2 separate regions of the Sus scrofa genome follow, and region 2 is linked to region 1. The links are chromatin contacts, called in public HiChIP or PLAC-seq maps. All regions are on one chromosome and are shown on one strand. Each heading gives the region's core, a stretch centred on a gene start, on an enhancer-like site or on the middle of the called end of the contact. The rest is flanking DNA. Distances are from core to core; before and after follow the strand shown. Region 1 holds the start of SLC25A28 (mitoferrin-2). Region 2 holds the start of CWF19L1 (CWF19-like protein 1).

Region 1 (2,700 bases), core at 95-2,594:
ACATCATCATCTCAGTAAAACAGGGAGTGAAGATCTGGAAACACTGGGGGAACCTGTGCAAATACGCTCCAGTGAAGGGAGATTAAAGAAGCTGGGCAGATGAAGTGGGCCAAGTCTGTCTTCCTCAACCGAGCCGGCAACTCTTAGCGATGCACCTGCGCAACGTCCCGTCCGGGAGATGGTGCCCAAGGCTGGGAATTGCTGGAACTGTTCTCTAACCAGTGAGCTCTCCTCTGAGACTCCAGCCCACCCGCCTGGGAGGGACAGCGGTCTCACCACAGAAGGAAACCGTCACTGGTCGGAGGGGTTCACCAATGAGTCAGCTCTGGGACAAGCTGTGCGTCCGACAAGTTTCCACATAGTTGCTGTGCTTCCCTACAAACATAGGCAGCTGCCACCAGCCTGGCCTCCCCATCCGTCTTCGTCTCTGAATCATCCCGCCTTATTTCGACATTTCCCTTCTCCTCCAGCTCTCTGCCTGGCGTAGGACCTAACAGCAGGCTTCCGGAGAACTCATTCACTCAACAACTGCAGGGTTTACTGGGTGAATGCGGGGCAAGCCCAGTGCCAGGCACTGGGGGCTGAAGAGCACAAGGCCTTCAGGAGTCCGCCCGCGCGCAGCCCTGAAGGACCAACACTCTCGATCTGACCTTAGTTTAACGGGCTGCTGCCAGCATGTCGCAACAGTTTTACCGACAAGTCGGCGGGCCACGCCAGGGGATGCCCGGCCCAGGCCCGCCCCGCCCCACGCCATCCAGAGATCCCGCGGGAACAGAGCTCTCGAGCCAAGGCCACCCGCCAGCAAGCGATCCTCGAGTCTCGGGATTCGGGGCGGGGGCTCGAGAACGGGTCCTAACGGCATCCGTCAGCGGTTTGACCTTGAAAACCTGGCACCGCCCTCCCCTTCCACCCCCCCCGTCTTCACCCCACCAAACCCGGCTGCAGTGCCCACAGCCTCACCGGCGCCAGTCCGGGGCCCAAATTCCGCCTCGATAGCCCCTGGCGCTTCGCCCTCTTGCTGTAGCCAATCAGATTCCGACGTGGTGCTGGCCAATGGCCGCGGTCAAAGTATCAAGAGTGGTTGAGCCTATCAAAGTTTAGCCTTAAGTTTCTCCCGCCCTCTAGAAAAGTCGGAGGGCGGGTTTATCTTACATGTCGGCCAATCAAATGGCCAATAAACAAGACACCTCCAAGATCAAAGGGGAAGGGGTGGGATCTAAGCAGTAGCAACGCCGCGGGGCGGAGGAATGACAGGCAACTTTACTAATACCACAGACATATTTTTTCTACGTAAACTAAGGGGAGGGGCTATCTTGGCGGCTGCACCAATGGCTGGTTGAGGGGCGTGTCTTCGGGGCCAAGCGGGAGCCCGAGGCCCCGGGCTCCCTGGGCCGCGCCTGAGGCAGACGCAACGGGGCTGGGGGGCGGCGGCGGCAGTGGCGGCGGCAGCGGCGGCAGCGGGGGTGGGCGCCGCAGCTGGCCTGGGTGGATGGAGTTGGAGGGGCGGGGTACTGGCGGTGTGGCGGGGGGGCCGGCAGCGGGGCCGGGGCGGAGCCCCGGGGAGTCGGCGCTGCTGGAAGGGTGGCTGCAGCGGGGCGTGGGCCGGGGGGCCAGCGGCGGGGAGGCCGGGGCCTGCAGGCCCCCGGTAAGGCAGGATCCGGACTCCGGCCCAGACTACGAGGCGCTGCCGGCTGGAGCCACTGTCACCACGCACATGGTGGCGGGCGCCGTGGCAGGAATCCTGGAGCACTGCGTGATGTACCCCATCGACTGCGTCAAGGTGAGACCTGGACCTGTTCTGAACCCAACCTGGGGCTGACCTGACCCCTGGGTCATGTCCGGAGTCAGGGTCTCAGCCGAGAGCCGGAGCCGACATGGGTTCCTTTCTGGCTCCTGTCACCAGCCACGCTATTCGACCATACTCCATGCAAGCAAGGTTCCGGTCAGGAATTGATTCCAGTTAGGAACCAGGACCATTTTCTAACCTTCAGTGAGATTTGAATCGGGACTCTGGAAAGAAAATCTGTCAGCCAAAGGCCTGGATCCCTGCTGGGACTAAACAGGAGTAGGGTCGGGTGGGAAGGGAGCAGGTAAGTGCTACTAACTTGATTAAGGTGAAGCCTACTGAAGACCTTGAATAGGATCTTAATGGCTTGAGATGTTCTCTGGCAAATGCTCTTACAAGCTTCTTGCTGTGTTTTCCCTTAAAAGAGACAGGGCAGGAACCAGAATCTGGGATCTCTCAGTTAGATAAAGGATTTCCTTATTAAATCTTAACCCATGAGTGATTTGAAATCACTGTGCAGTCAGAATTCAGAGTTCCTGACTGGAAATAATGTGGGAAAGATGATGTTCAGGAAAAAGTTTCGGTTTCTCTATGCAGCAAGCATGATACCCCACCTATTTCCTGACCATGAAAATTGAGCTGGGATGGGGATTGTGTATGTGCAGGGAGCACAGTGGCCCTCAAAGGAGAAATGGACCTCATGGTGTATTTTTTAGCCACTTGAGGTAGACAACAAGAGAAAAGTTGCTTAGAAGGGAAGCATGGCAATACTGGAAAGTAGATGTTAGTGTGAAGAAAATAAAATCGGATCCATACGAGGATGTGATTCATGTGAAAGTAAAACTTAATTTTTTTATCCACACCAAGCAGCCTGATGAGTGGGTCCAAGAAGTCAGGTACTTGTGAGAAAAGCT
Region 2 (2,700 bases), core at 177-2,676, 580 kb before region 1:
ATAATAGTTGGGTTCTTAACCTGCTGAGCCACAAAGGGAACTCCCTCTTTCTTTCTTTTTTTTTGTTTTTTCTTTTTAGGGCCGCACCTGTGGCATATGGAAGTTCCCACCAGAGGTCAAATTGGAGTTGCAGCTGCTGGCCTGTGCCACAGCCACAGCAATGCAGGATCCAAGCCGCATCTGTGACCTACACCACAGCTCACAGCAACACTGGATACTTAACCAACCAAGCAAGGCCAGGGATCAAACCTGCATTCTCATGGATACTAGTTGGGTTTGTTACCACTGAGCCACAATGGGAACTCCACCCATTATTGATTTGTTCAGATTTTCCATTTCTTCATGACTCAGGCTTGGTGGGTTATGTGTTTCTAGGAATGTATCCATTTCTTACAGGTTGTCCAGTTTGTTGGCAGATAATTGCTCATATAGTCTCATGATTCTTTGCATTTCTGTGGTCTTCCTTTAATTTATAATTTTATTTGAGTCCTATCTGTGTCTTGGTTAGTTAAACTAAAGCTTTGTCAATTTTATCTTTTCCAAAGCCAATTCTTAGTTTCTGATGAAACTTTTCTATTGTTCTCTATTTCATTTATTTCTGTTCTAATCTTTATTATTTCCTCCCTTCTGCTAGCTTTGGGCTTAGTTTATTCTTTTTCTAGTTTCTTGAGGTATAACGTTAGGTTAGTTTGAGATCTCTTTTTTCTTGATGTAGTCATTTATAGCTATATATTTTCCTTTTACAACTGCTCTTTCTTCATCCATACATTTTGGTTTGTTATGTTTCCATTTTCATTTGTCTCAAGATTTTCTTTTTTGTTTGCCCATTGGTTGTTCAAGAGTGTTATTTAATTTCCACGAGTTTGTGAATTTCCAATTTTCCTCCTATTACCAGAGGCTAGTTTCATGCCATTGTGCTCAGAACAGATACTTGATGTAATTTCTGTCTTCTTGAATTTATTAAGACTTGTAGCCTAACGCATGACGATTGCTTGTTTCATGTGCGCTTGAGAAGAATGTTTCCTAAAGCCAGATTTCTTAGCATGCATGCAATATTATTTCGTATTACTCTGACACTTAATGCTGTATTCAGCCATCTTGAACAAACTTAAATTCTCATGGATGAATTGTTTTTCATAAACTTTCTATTTTATAATAGATTTAGATTTGCTGGAAAATTGTAAAGATAACACAGAATTCCATATATGTTAAAATTTTTGGAATTCCCATCGTGGCTCAGTGGAAACGAATCTGACTAGGAACCATGAGGTTGTGTGTTCGATCCCTGGCCTTGCTCAATGGGTTAAGCTGTGGTGTAGGTCACAGATGCTGTTTAGATCCTGCATTGCTGTGGCTATGGTGTAGGCCAGCAGCTGTAGCTGCGATTTGACCCCCAGCCTGGGAATCTCCATATGCCTCGAGTGCGGCCCTAAATAATAATAACAATAATAATAATAAATATAACAATCCCATGGATGAGTTTTCATATGTTACTGTTATTTTCTCTTCCTGAAATTATTACCTGCCCATGTTTGACAAGCTATTAGTCTTCTTCAGGATTCAGTTTTCATCTCCACTCCTGGGCTGTGCTATATTACCCCCAAAGTAGAAAAAATTACATCTTTAGCATGCCAGCAGTACAGGGGCATCAGAATTTATGGGAGAGTTAACTTGATTTTTCCCAAAAAAGCATAGTAGTAGTTGTGAGGAAAACCAGAAATTTGTTCTCCCTGAACTTATTTTAAATTTTAGTTCATTTTTAATTGCTTGGCTGCCCATGGTGAGTCTTCCATGCCCCTCAATTGTCAGGAACTCTCCTTTGTTTCCATCTCCTTAACTGTTGTCACCTACCAATTGGTCTGAATTCTCAGAAAAAGCCGATGTCATGAAAAACAAACTAAAAAGTTAGAGGCGGAGTGAGGGGGCGGCTACTGTGGATTAAAAGAGACAAGATAGAGTAGAATCCTAGTGAGAAATTTGATTGGATCTTAAAACAAATAAAGGTATAAAATAAATTTGGGGGGAACAAAAGAACTTTTAAATATAAATGTGTGTTAGGTGAATATTATTGAACTAATGCTTATTTTTTTAGGTGTATTAATGGTGTTACCTTTGTGTCAGAGGATGTCCTTATTCTTAGGTAATACATGCTGAGATACTCCTGCTGTTTTCAATTTACTTTCAAGTGACCCTGACAATAAAAGTGCTATGCACTCCAAAGGACAGAACGGGGAGGGAAGAATAAATCTGTCAACTTGTTGACACTTATGAATACAGGCGATGGCCATTATTCTTTTGACATTTTGTTAAGTTTGAAACTTACAAAGATCACGTGTGGAAGAAGTCTGTCTTTCCCACGAGAGTAACATGGTTAGGTTGGGGCCATTGTTGTGCCAGGAGCTTTTTAGCAGCTCAATAATTTCAACTGCCCCAAAATAAGTTACAATCGGAATGCTTTTAGTCAGTCCCTCTTCCTCCTTCACTCTTTTGGTGGATTCCTCCTCGAGGCAAAACGACCTGAGAGAGGCTTCTGTCCCTCTGCGCTCTCCGTAGGTAACTGAGCTTTCATTGGCTGGGCGTGCAGACGGCTTACTGCTGTGTGACTGCATTTCATTTCCCGGAGGAGCGTGCGTTCGCTGAAGCAGGTCGTTGTAACCAGGTTATTAGGGCGAATGGCTCAGAAACCGCTGCGCCTGTGAG

Evidence for each region. HiChIP or PLAC-seq counts read pairs in DNA pulled down with a chosen protein or histone mark.
Region 2: an H3K27ac HiChIP or PLAC-seq map of alveolar macrophages shows a contact between it and region 1. The contact joins the promoter of CWF19L1 here to the promoter of SLC25A28 in region 1. A contact is called at or near these places in 1 of 47 Hi-C or Micro-C datasets (heart right ventricle) and 1 of 2 datasets of contacts at active chromatin or transcription factors (alveolar macrophages).

What each region holds. Positions count from the first base shown.
Region 1 is chr14:110,804,275-110,806,974 of Sscrofa11.1, reverse strand. SLC25A28 (mitoferrin-2) reads left to right here and starts at 1,344. Exons shown (of 4, transcript XM_003133165.4): 1 at 1,344-1,780. The coding sequence starts at 1,490. LOC110256623 (a long non-coding RNA gene) reads right to left here and starts at 1,244. Exons shown (of 2, transcript XR_002338384.1): 1 at 961-1,244; 2 at 1-375.
Region 2 is chr14:111,387,635-111,390,334 of Sscrofa11.1, reverse strand. It overlaps CWF19L1 (CWF19-like protein 1), which reads left to right and starts at 1,426. Exons shown (of 14, transcript XM_001929531.7): 1 at 1,426-2,695. The coding sequence starts at 2,673.